Regions from separate parts of the Mus musculus genome. Here region 2 is linked to region 1. The links are chromatin contacts, called in public HiCAR-type maps. All regions are on one chromosome and are shown on one strand. The core of a region is the stretch at or near the end of the contact, and the rest is flanking DNA. Distances in the headings are between cores, read along the strand shown. Region 1 has its middle 21 kb from the start of Mdm1. Region 2 has its middle 25 kb from the start of Gm33624.

Evidence for each region. HiCAR-type assays count read pairs that join an accessible place to other places.
Region 2: a contact with region 1 is called in a HiCAR-type map of fibro-adipogenic progenitors, with 2.9 times the contacts expected there. The contact joins two enhancer-like sites.

What each region holds. Positions count from the first base shown.
Region 1 is chr10:118,117,443-118,123,680 of GRCm38.p6, forward strand. No RefSeq gene overlaps it. Among named protein-coding and RNA genes, the nearest start is that of Mdm1, 21 kb to the right of the region's middle. Within about 2 kb of position 4,054, at least 117 of the 459 cell types and tissues checked have an H3K27ac peak or open chromatin away from gene starts, as enhancers often do. A contact at or near this core is called in fibro-adipogenic progenitors, where this site is marked.
Region 2 is chr10:118,978,518-118,985,347 of GRCm38.p6, forward strand. No RefSeq gene overlaps it. Among named protein-coding and RNA genes, the nearest start is that of Gm33624, 25 kb to the right of the region's middle. Within about 2 kb of position 3,119, at least 22 of the 459 cell types and tissues checked have an H3K27ac peak or open chromatin away from gene starts, as enhancers often do. A contact at or near this core is called in fibro-adipogenic progenitors, where this site is marked.

The DNA of each region.
Region 1 (6,238 bases), core at 2,804-5,303:
TGCCAGAGACAAGGTGATCGTAGTTATTATAATGGACAGACAAAACAATGTTTATGATAACATACCCAGTAATGGTCAGCACAGGAGAGGTGAAATTTATAATGGCATGACTCGGTTGGACCTTTGGTACTGGCTAACCAATCATGGTGTTTCCAGGCACGAAATACATAGGAAGCTTATTGCATATCTGTTTGATCTGTATAAGCAGAAAAATTCTCAAACAAATGTAAGAAAGGCTACATTAGATCATGGCAAAAGGCAATCTCAGCCAGTGAATCAATTTCCAGACTTGAGCCAGTTTGCAGATCCAGAACCCCTTGAATGAAGGGGTGGCCAGGTTCCCCTGAAGAAGGATCTTGATAAGACACTTAAAAGTTTTGCTGTTACCCTTTCTCCAGTTCCTCCCCAGAGGGACCTACGGCCTTTTACAAGGGTAGCTGTACACTAGGGAAAGGAAAAATCAGACTTTCTGGGGTCTATTGCATACTGGTACTGAATTGACACTGATCCCAGGACATCCCAAGAAACACTATGGCCCTCCAGTTGAAGTTGGGGCTTATGGAGGACAGGTAATTAATGGAGTTTTGACTGATGCCCGACTCACAGTAGGTCCAGTAGGTCCTTGAACACATCCTGTGGTCAGCTTGCCAGTTCCAGAATATATAATTGGGATAGATATACTCAGAAATTGGCAGAATTCTCCTATTGGTGAGACATTTCTTGCAAACAGTAGTCAAATGCTTGGTAGAACTTAGGAAAAAGACAGTTTAACATAGATGAGGCCATATTTGAAGTCAGTGCAGAAGGATGGTCTACAACACACCAAGGGGACAAGGTTATCAGGGTAAGGAAAGATCCCTGGGAAAAAAAGGTCGGGTCCTGCTGTGTTCTGTGTTCCATGGTGTAGATAACTGCTAGCTTCCTGGGTTTGAAAACCATATCAGTGTGAGGTCTTGTCTTGTCTTGTCTTGTCTTGTCTTGTCTTTTCTTTTCTTTTCTTTTCTTTCCTTTCCTTTTCTTTTCTTTTCTCTTTTCTTTTCTTTCCTTCCCTTTCTTTTCTTGTTTTCTTTTCTTTTCTTTCTTTTTTTTTTGGTTTTTCGAGACAGGGTTTCTCTGTATAGCCCTGACTGTCCTGGAACTCACTATGTAGACCAGGCTGGCCTTGAACTCAGAAATCCACCTGCCTCTGCCTCCCGAGTGCTGGGATTAAAGGTGTGCGCCGCCACGCCTGGCTCTTTTTCTTTTTAAAGAGTTAATTTAAAAAAAATTTATTTATTTTATGCATATGAGTACACACCAGAAGAGGGTGTCAGATTCTATTACAGATGGTTGTGAGCCACCATGTGGTGGCTGGGAACTGAACTCAGGACCTCTGGAAGAGCAGTTAGTGCTCTTAACCTCTGAGCCATCTCTCCAGCCTGTGTGAAGTATTTTTAGTCTTACTTAATCGTAGTCTTTGGTTTCCTTGGAAACATCTTTTGAACCTAATAATGTTCTGTAGAATATAATAATAAAAATAGTAATGATAATTTACTTACAGTAGTTAAATGAATTCTTGGACTTATCTCACAAGGTAGGTTCTCTCTGTCTCTCTCTCTCTGTGCATGTGTGTGTGCGCGTGCGAGAGTTTGTGTGTGTGTGTGTGTGTGTATGTGTGTGTGCGTGCACATTTCTGGGTAGACCAGAGGATGACATTAGGTGCCTTTCTCGATAATCAAAGTACAATTGGTTCTGTTATAATTAATTTTGTGTGGGGTGTGTGTATTAACGTGAGTGCATGTGCAGACTTCAGGATGCGGAAGTCACCTTCATGTGTCTTCCTCAGTCACTGTCTACCTTACTGTTTTGAATCTGAGTCTCTCATTGAATTTGGAACCTATCAATTTGTTTAGGCTGACTGGCCAACGAGTTTTAGGGGCCTGCCTGTTTCTGCTCCCCTTAGCTGGTATTGTTGGGGTTGTAGATAACAGAACACAAAACTTGGCTTTCACACAGGTTCTAGGGACTTGAGCTCAAGCCCCCATGCTTGTGTGACAGTCACCTTACTGACTGAGCATCCTCCCAGCCCGTGTGTACTGTTTTTATGCCCATACTACAGATGAGAAGACAGGGGCTGGTGGAGACCAGTGATCATACGGGTAGCATAGCACAACCAGGATTCCGGGTCAGGCCCATGGCTCTGTCATATGGTTCTTCACTGCTAAAGCCCACAGCTCAGCAAACACTGTTTCAACTACAGATCAGTGGAGGCAGAACACCACTGATCTGACTCCCAGCTAAAGATCTGAGAGAATGCCACAACCCTCTTGCCCCTTGAAAGACTCAGCAGGAATCTATGAGAAAAAGGGAAGCTCTCTCCACCCCTACTTCATTATGGTGATGCATTATTGCTTCCCATGTGGCTAAATGATTTCTACTCCCTTCAGGTTATGAAGCATAAGAAAGGAGGATACTTAAGAGAGGAAGACCAAGCATTTTGGTTTTGAGGGTAGTGGTGGAAGAGGGGATTTTTATAAGCTACTTAGGATTTTTCACTTGTCTACACCTGCCCGCCTAAATGCTGAGTTACTGGGGTCGATGCTCTCCGTTCCTGTTCCAAGCACCTGGTGCCAGCGTTGAACCTGGAAGTCCTACTTCTGTGATCTCACACTGGGCTCCCATCACCCACCCCTCTTCATGGTGGGCTTTGGGACAGCTTCTAACACTACCTCCCTGAAGGGCTTTACCAATGAAAGAGTTATGCTTAGTGAAGTGTAGTAGCGCACACTTATAATTCTAGCACTCTGAAGGGTCACCCAGAGTTCTGGGCTAGCTTGGGCTACAAAGTGTGGGGCCTGTCTCAAATCAAAAAAATAAAAACAATAACTAGGGCATGGTGGTGCACACCAGTAATCCCAACGCTCTGGAGATAGAGGCTGGAGAATCATTATGCTCAATATTACCCTCTGTCATTCTCAGCTAATTGAGATCTTGAGAGAGAGAGAGAGACAGAGACAGAGAGAGACAGAGAGAGACAGAAACAGAGAGATAGACAGACAGACACACACAGAGAGACACAGAAAGAGACAGAGACACAGAGACACACACAGAGAGACAGAGACACACAGAGACAGAGGCAGACAGACAGACAGACAGACACACACACACACACACACACACATGGGGGTGGGGGAGAGGGAGGAAGACTAGGACCTTATATGTTTAACCTGAAATGAGCTGGATAAATACCAGCTCAATTTAGGTCTTATTAGAATGTTCTGGAAGCCCTGTTGCCTTATAGTTGACACCTTCCGTGAATGGGAAGCTAATGGATTCTTTCATAAATCGAGGGTGATAGACATAGAAATGAGACTGACTCATGCTTGTCTTACCATCTTTTGTTTTGCTATTCCAGGTGAGATAGATTTCAGTGAACCAGATGGACCCATTGAGAGAGGTAACAGCCACCGATTAGCTCACTCCCTAGGGAAGAAGCAGGTGACAGGATTTAGGTAGGAAAAAGAGCCCGAGAACAAAAGGTGGTGTCATTACTTGGAACCACGGTGCTGTTTGGGTTCCATCAGCTCCAGTTTCCCAGGCAGGTCCCTCATGAGGATAATTCTGCCCACTTCACTTCCTTAAGAGGTTCTGAGCTCTACATGGGGGCAGCTCTGTATGTTGGTTGCTTTCTGAGACTTGTTCAATCCCCCTGAGCTACGCCCGCTCTGTAAAATCCGAGAGTAGAAACACAGTTGTGCCGTACGGTAATTTAATGAAAGGCTACACTTCAGGAGACGAAATGTTGCTGGGTCCCTTTGTGTCTGTGTTGGTTGTGTAACAAAGGAAGATGACTCACACGCAGTTCGGTCCTCTGGGACCAGCCAGAGTCTTGATTACATCTTGGTTCCTGCCTGTCTTGTGGAGCAAACACTTGGACAGTCAAAGACCCAGGAGGACGGCAATGATTACCTTTAACAATTCCTGGTCCCTGGGTTGAACTTGACTATTGGTTTTTATGACAGAGACCACACCAGTGTCAGACCAGAGGTAGACAGCGTCTTTCCGATTTCTCTAAGATAAATAAAAGATAGGATTCCGCCTCAGCGTGGGAAAGCCGTTCCAAAGAAATCAGGCAGGGATGGTTATCTTGACGGCAGCCATCGAAAGGAAATGGTTGCTGTGTTGCTAATCCCCAGGACTGAGAGAAAAGAAATACGCGAAGCTTTCAGAGTGTTAAACAAACAAACACGCCATCCCTGTACCATGGCCAGTCCGGGTGTCCATTACGACGTAAATGATTGATAGTAATATTTCACAAGGTTCATGATGCTGCGTGTATCAAGTTCCTAGGCTTAAACATCAGGTACACTCTGTTCTGGAGAGCTAGCCAGTCCAGGTTTAGAGTATGACGTAAATGATTGGTAGCGGTATTTGATGAGGTTCATTATGGGATGTATAAATCAAGCTGACACATCAGCTTCACTCTATTCTGGAAAGCTGCAAAGTCAAAGCTACGTGATAAGAAAGCGCCAGAGAGGGACCATCTGTTGGCTATTAGCGCGTTTCTTTTGAACGTACTGTACAAGCTGCGCGCAGGTACAGAGAGTGCATTTGCAGAGATTAAAAACCATGGTTACACTAGCGCACACCTGTCTCTGGGGAGCCTCTTTTGTAATGCGCGTCTGTTTCCTGTGGCTGTTGGGCTTACCCTGACATCTGCCTGCAGAGTGTGTGTGCCGTTTTGAGTCTCTTCTGGGGCGATGGAGACTGTAGGGTCTGTTGAGGCAGTATAAATGCTAGAGGCCGGTCTAGAATGTGCGAGTCAGCTCCAACATCCCTTCACAGGGAGATGTTGTAGCATGATACATAGTTGCCTCCTGTTTAAAGCATCCTGTTTGCCTTTCAAAATCAAGTCTCCAGCCTTCCACCCATATGGAATCTATCCGAACCTACAAAAACATTCAAATACCGATGACTCAGGAATAATATTTTTAAAGTAACAATGTTTCTTAATTTCTCCCTTCATTTTAAGAGAATCCCTACAGTTAGCAAAGATAACCATTGTTCAAGACTTTGAAACTAGGGTTTCCAGGCCTCCATGAAGCAAGAAGCAAGCAAGGCAGACTCCCAGAGGGCTGGTCTTCCCCTGGGCACGGTTTTCTAAGATAGGGAGTCTCTGCTTTCCCATCTTGCCTAGCAAAAGTCAGGAGATACTAATTCCTACTTGGGTGACAGGAAAATGACAGAGCTGTGTGACTCACTGACAGGGCCTATAGTCTCTGTTTCACAGGCAGGAGGTGACGAGTGTGAGGAGTCCAGCCTTTGGGCTGTAACCTTGGGTTCCAAAATGGGCAGCTCAGGCAGCAATGCAGGAGTTAGATCCCCACATTTGCTACCGATGAGTGAGGACTCGGGGTTCAGGTAGGTGTGGACGGGCTGCCACTTGGTGGTGGGGGGGGTGACATCTGACTCAATAAGGACATTGGTTACCATGGAGACTGATTTGTACATATTCCAAACTGTTCCTGATGAGCAATGAAGCAATGAGGATATGAACACTGCAGAGTGAGACACATCTCACGCGTGCCTTCTCGGGCAGGATGGTTGCCAATTCGAAGGGTTACTAATCTCATCGCAGCCTGGCTGGCTCAGAGTAATCCCAATGACTTCATTTACAAGCTGGGGACAAGGGTGTGTGTGGGTGATTTGTTTAGCATCGGAGATATACAGGAAGGACAAATTGCATCTTAATGCAATCTCTGTCTTAGGGTTTCTCTGCTGTGACCAAGGCAACTCTTATAAGGACAACATTTAATTGGGGCAGCTTATAGGTTCAGAGGTTCAATCCTATTATCAAAGTGGGAGCATGGCAGCATCCAGGCAGGCATGGTGAAGTTCTACATCTTCGTCTGAAGGCTGCTAGTGGAAGACTGACTTCCAGGCAGCTAGGATGAGGGTCTTAAAACCCCTCAGTGACTTTGACACATCTACTCCAAAAAGGCCAAACCTCCTAATAGTGCCACTCCCTGGGCCAAGTATATTCAAGCCTTGATATTCTCCTTATTCCTTTCAGTTTACAATACGGAAACACAGCTACTTTACGCTGCTGGGAGAGCAGGAGTCCTTGGATTTTTTTTTTTTTTTCATGCTTTAGCCTTTCTGGACTCTATCTGGCTACACCCCTCCCTCCCGGCCCCCGCTCCGCCCCATGTCTCAGTCTGTGAGGATCACTTATGGTTGGTGGTTAATCACGGGCAGC
Region 2 (6,830 bases), core at 1,869-4,368, 860 kb after region 1:
TCGGTCCTTCTACAGCTCCTCAACTAGTGGCTGCTACTTCCTTATTGCCAAGTGTTGCCCTTAGCCCTGAACTGTGTTATCTCAGCTCTTACAGCTTCCCAGGAGAGGGCTCAGAGGAAAACCTGGAGACAGAAAGGTTCAACATCTTGCTTGTGTCAGAAGCTGGAAAGATTTGGGGTCAGGACTCTGGAGGTCAGAACTTACTCTCTGGAGTCCTGTTATTACCCGGGCTTGTTTTGTGATGATCCTACCAAACTGAGCTCAGAAAAAGAAAGAAAGAAAGAAAGAAAGAAAGAAAGAAAGAAAGAAAGAAAGAAAGGAAGGAAGGAAGGAAGGAAGGAAGGAAGGAAGGAAGGAAGGAAGGAAGGAAGGAAGGAAGGAGAAAAGAAGAAGAAGGAGAAGGAGAAGGAAAAGAAGAAGAAGAAGAAGAAGAAGAAGAAGAAGAAGAAGAAGAAGAAGAAGAAGAAGAAGAAGAAGAAGAAGAAAGAAAGAAAGAAATTATACTGAAAGCTTATGTGACAAGGATTATTTATTTCATGTCCTGTTTCCAGTTCTCATCTCATCTCAGTTGAGACTGTCACTGTCCCCATTTTGCAGATGAGAATGGAAGCTGCTCCTTTGCCCCACCTTCTCAACTCCTCTGATGTGTTCTGAATGTCCCCAGTGTTCTGAATGTCCCGTGTTCTGAATGTCCCCTGTGTGTGAAGGCTCTAAGACAGAAAAGACCCAGCAAAAGCCAAGAACTGCAGCCTCAGTCCCACTAAGTACTAAGTCACAGGGGACCATGCTGGAGACCAGAACAGCCTTCTTCAGCAAGGGGCCACCTCTCGCAGCACAATGAGAGGTCGCTTCTTCCTGACCTCAGGACCATGACAGCTGGCTTGGGAAGAGGCTACAGCAAAGAAGCAGACCTTCAACAAGGCTCAGCTGCCAAAGTCGGAAGTCGGAAGCCGTGACCCCTCCCTGGGGCCTGGAAAGCTGAGACACAGCTGGGCTCCTTCTGCGCTGGCTTTGGGTCACACCTGGGGCTGCGCAAGCAGGAGACCCTTGCGCATGCGCTGAAGAGAGACGAGCACTCCTGCTGCGACAGGCAGGTAGCCAAGTCTCCACTAGGGGTAGGAGAAAGACTAGCTCTGTGCTCTTCGAAGCAATAGAAGTTCTCCCAAGCCTCTGGGGAGAAGGAAACATTTCTGTGGTGTTGGGGCTCCACGTGGGGGTGAAACTCAGGCTGAATATCAGGAATGGTTAAAGCACATGGGTCCTTGAGACTGGTCTCAGCAGAGAGCAAAAGGTTGGTGGGCTCAGAAGTAAAGAGAATAAAGCAAGCAAAGACCGGCCCTCATTCATAACACAGGCCACTGCTTTCATACTTTACCATATGTGTGTGCTGAACCAAAAATCGTATCCACACATTTATAAAGGCCTCGTCTAGAAAGCCAGAGGCGGAGGAACCTGAGGAGCATCAAGTGATGTGAAGACCAGAAAAACATGGCGTGAGCACACAACACGGCATTACTTGGTTATGAGGATGACTGAGGAACTGTCGGTGCTACGGGATAGGTAAAATTGAAAATGGTGTCAAAAGAAGGAAGTTGTACTAGGACTGTTCGTGTCATCTGGTTCCATTTATATGAGATGGTCACAACAGGAAAATCTGTCAGGCAGGGCATGAAATCGCTGCCTCAAACCTCAGACCCAGGCAGGTTGGGGAGACGGGAGAGGCAGCTAAAGTATATTCCTTTCCTTTTGGGTGTGGCGCTAATGTGCTAGAATTAACTGTGGTGGTGTTTGCATATGCTTCGAGCGTGTACAACTCACCCAGTTACACACCTTAAATGGATGCATTGCACGGTGTTCTGATTATGTCTCGAAAAGCTGTTTTAGAATACTGAAGGATGCTGACCAGAGTACAACTGACCCCAGCCTCATCCCCTCTCCAAGGTTCCTGGGAATGCTGTCAGAGCCAAGCATAGGAGGCCACTGGGGTACGCAAGCAAAGGTATTCACAACAGGAGTGAACATTTCAAAACACACAAAGAAAAGTTATAGGTGACAGAGGTGTCCCCCAGTTAGAGGTGCCCCCCTGTTACCCCACACAGATGGCAAACCTCAGAACTCCTTAAAATACTTTCTCCAGATGTCAAATTGTAAGACTCTTTAAAGAATGCTCCTTTCTTCTCCCTCTCCCTCCTCCTTTCCTCTCATCTCCTTCTCCTTCTCTATATATGAATTATGTACATTTTCATGTATACATTGTCCTATTGCTGCCTACATTCTCAGACACATCTCTGCTTAGATTACCTTAAGTCTGGTTGAACACTTGCAAGAAGGAAGTCCTCACGTCCCACGGTCTCCATCACCTTGTCCCATAACTCCTTATTTCTCCTCCCAGGGCAGAGCAATCCTTTGGGACTTTTCAACAATCCCAAAAACAATCCATGAACAATTCCATTGGGCTGTAAATCTCAATCGCTGCTCACCACTGCCGTTTTTGCCGTCCTGTTGAAAGGGCGCTTATCTTGCTCCTTGATTGTTACAATAGCCTTCTACCTGCTAACCTTCCTTCCGCTCATCCCTACTTTGGGTCTATTTGTCCACACTGCAGTTTTAGCACTCCTGTAATACTAAGCCAGCTCATGAGCCAGACGGTGGTGCTGTATGCACTCGAGGATCTTGCTGCTCCTTCTATCTGGAAGGCTTAGCCCCCAGAGGTCCACACCATTCATGTGTCCTCTTTCTGGTCTTGCTCAGATGTTGTCTTAGCGAGATATTTTACCATTACACAATATTACATGATTTACTTCTCCCTTTGTCTCCTATCTACCCAGCTTTTCATCAGATACCCTCTGATACATATACTACTACATGTATTGTCCATTTCTCTACACAAGAATGTAGGTCAGTGAAGACTCAGACCTTGGAAATTTTGTTCATTAATAAGATCCCTAAGCACACAATTTACACTTTAAAAAAAACCTTTGTTCAGTAGATGAATAACTTCTAACTTGATCCCAGATGACATCCACAAATTACGTCACTCACTCTTGTTTCCCAGATGAGGAAACAGAGACTTGCAGTGGTTACGTAATGATTGAAGGCCTGCACACCCTTCCTCGGGGGACACTTCCTTATTGCCCATGGGCTACATGAATGAGTCTGTCATTGTCGGATGGACTCACTCTCCTTAGATGACGAAACTTGTCCCCAGATGACAGATTGCTCTCAGAAACAGTTCAGCCAGAACTCAAACAGGTCTAGTTGAGATTTCCACAATGTTCCAAGACCCCCCACACACACACCCATTATTCAATCTTGTTCTGGGGCCTGTGCAGCTAATTGAAAGTACTTAAAGGATTCCAATTTTGCATTGCAAGCAAAAATCTGTGCTGTACAACAAACCCACCAATACCTGTAGACGCTCTGAGCACCAGAGAATTGCAGAGTTCCCTCCTCTAGTCTACCCAGGCAGGGTATGATGCTAGTGTGGCTTCTTTTTGTTTTATTCAGTCAGATTGTTCTCTTCTGAGCCAGGGTGAGGTGGGACTGTCACCAGCACTGACTGTCAGCCAGCAGAGAAGTGAATAAGCCACTGAAAAATGTCGCCCCTGTTCTTTCTCCTCCCCCTGCCTCTGCATCTACTTCTCAATCTGCTCTATGACATCTCAATAACCACCCTGTTACTGGTAGAGTTCCCACAAAGCTGCAGGCAGCCCCTTTCCTGAAAAGCTTGGTGCTATTATTTGTCTGTGCCCTAATCCCTCGCTATTGGGGCCTTTTCCTTTTCTGTAAAAAAAATAAAAATAAATAAACAAACAAAAATAAAAATAAAAACAAAAACAAAAGGTCCCATTTCCTCTTAGTATAGAATCCCGTTTGTGTGGCTGGTAATGATTCAGAAATCATTATGGTTAATTTTCAAAGGAGTAATGAAAAAAAATTTTTTTTGCTTTTCTGCCAATCTTTATTTTCTTTCTTGTTTACCACTTCCTTGTTTGGCTTTTTAAAGTTATTCTTCACGAGAGTGGTTCTAATTCCACTAAGATTCAATGAAAGTCTCACAGGAGCATCATACGGAGTATTTTAGAGTTCTGCGTGTATCAAGAAGACCTCATGGCGCTGTCCTTGTGGCTGAAAACTGCTTCCATTCAGGTCTGAGGGACTAAACCACTCTAGACTGGGAAAACGGGTCCTGCTTCTCTGAGAAAGGCTGTGTCCAAGCCGAGCACAGATTGGATAAGGATTTGGTCTCCCCTTGGGTGGGAGGAGGACTCACTAGAGCCGTGCAGAAGCCCCGCCCACCCTACCGCTGAGGACTTTTGGATCTCCAGATCCCTGAGGATAAATGAAGGATCCCAGACTCTGCTCCTGCATGTGGCTAACAGAGCTGCGGCTCTCACCAACTGTCCAATCATCTCTGTAATCATGGCGGTACTTTGCTGCCTGGTCTACCCAGAGTGCTTTCCAGTGAGTAGACAGCTGTAATAAGTCCAGTCAGCCCAGGGGAAGATCGCATCCTCTAACCAGAACAGCACAGGGTCCATAAGGGAGGGAGAAAGTCCGGGAAACTATCAATATCTCCGGGCACTAAAAAGATGTGGAGCTTTTTTCTACACGGCTAACTGGAAAATGCACAGTACTGAACCATGAAAATGAGTATCAAAGGTTCTAAGACGTTCTGATCCTTTCCCCTAGAATATCAAATAAATCCAAAGGAAAAGGTAAATGCCTTTGGCTCTCAGGTCCTATAAACCTACTTTCGGTCTTTTCCAGAGTGGCACAGTGCTCCAACATAGAGGTTTTTGTCATCCTGGAACATGCCCAAAATAGAAAACATGAATGCAGATGTTCTGACCCATCAGGTGGTTTGCCGGGTATGATATCCTGAAATTTGACTTCATTTTCTAACCGTAATAATATAATTATATAATTTTTCTATAATTTTTTTAAAAATTCTGTTTATTTTATATGTATGGGTGTTTTGTCTGCGTGTACATGTACCCTGTGTGTGGATTGTCCTCACAAGCCGGAAGACAGCATTAGATCCCCTGGGACTGGAATTACAGACAGCTCTGAGCTAGAAATCAAACTTGGATCCTCTGAAAGAAGAGCCAGTGCTCTTAACCACAGAGCCATCTCTCCAGGCTCCTAATAGCACAATTTTGTGGTGGCTTGGGGTATGAATAAATGAAAGGCCTTGATAAAAGTCACCAGGACTGTGAACTGTGTTGTGCTAACAAGAAAACCAAGTGTCGGTGTGTTGGTCGGGGTCAAGCAGCAGATGGCAAGATGATGAACTGTGAGACCGATTTGCTCAGGACAAGAACAGGAGGAAGCAAACTGGGCAGAATCAGTGCAGTGTAACCCCTGCAATGAGGAGAAGGGAGAGCAAGTGCCACAGAAGCCTAGCTGGCCTTAGGGGGACCTCTGTCTCAGTTAGGGTTTTACTGCTGTGAACAGACACCGTGACCAATGCAAGTCTTATAAAGGACAACGTTTATTTGGAGCGGGCCTTACAGGTTCAGAAGTTCAGTCCATTATCATCAAGGTGGGAACATGGCAGCATCCAGGCAGGCATGGTGCAGGAGGAGCTGAGAGTTCTCCATCTTCATCTGAAGGCTGCTAGTGGAAGACTGACTTCCAGGCAGTAGGGCGAGGGTCTTAAGCCTACACTCACAGTGTCACACCTACTCCAACAAAGCCACACTTCCTAATAGTGCCACTCTCTGGTCCAAGCATAGACAAACCACCACAGTACCCAAAAGGCACAGTGGTCCACTGGAGAAATCTCAAGTGGATGGGGAATGGGCTTGCCCACACGTCCTATAGGCCACACTGTTAGTAAAGTCCAACCTTCAGGCAGCATGACTGGGTGGATGCAGGAGGGGAACGCATAAAGGTAGAGAAGGAAGCAGGTGATGCCCCTACAGTGAGAGATATGAGGAGTACCTGTGGCTGCCACACTAAGGCGTTGGATTGAGTGGACTTCCCATGTGTTGGGCTTATTTGGCGGTTATTCAAATCCAGAAGATCTGAATCCAAATTTTATATGCCTCTCGCTATGTTAAGCAGATCTTTTATAGGTGATGCTGTGGGCTAGTTGAAACTTAGCTTCTGGGCTTAAGGGGGGAAAAAAAATAAGGCTTCCTTTTAATTTGCTGTGGTCAGCTCCCTTCCAAGTCAGGGAGTTTTGCCAGCTCCGGGCTATTCCAGTGTAAAAGCTTATCCAGGTTTCTGGGCATGAGCTTGTGCCAAAAGAAAACATGATAACTTTGGAAAGTAACCAAGACTCTCTGTGCTGTGGGCATCTCTGAACTAGGACGTGCATTCTTTCGGGAGATACAGTATCAAGCCCCATAAAGCGTCTTTTGGAGGCCCTAGGGTTATAAGACAATGAACAGAAACACCAGCTTCTAGCAATGAAAAAGATATGCTTTCTGCCTCGCTCTTGCTTCTCTCTCTCTCCCTGCCAGAGAAGCAGTTTTGTAGCACAATGACCATCGCAACTGTGCTGGGAGAAAGTGCATTGAACAGATGGCGTTCTCTGAGGAATCCCCCCAGTCCATAACTATATACAGAGTACTGTCTATACTATATATATTCTATAGGCACTTGAAATGGGGTGTTGTCATGCGGCTGAGGGTATTCTGATGCCACAAAGATCACTTCCTAGTGGGAGGAGAAGAACAATAAGTTGCCAGCGAATACTGCTGGATGAAGGTGCACGTGAAGACTACAAAGCAGAGAGTGGACTTGCGTGGAATGAGAAAAGGAGATGGGGAGGGGTGTCTAAGCATGCAAAGGTAAAAATGGAGGTAGCTCTGTGATAAAGC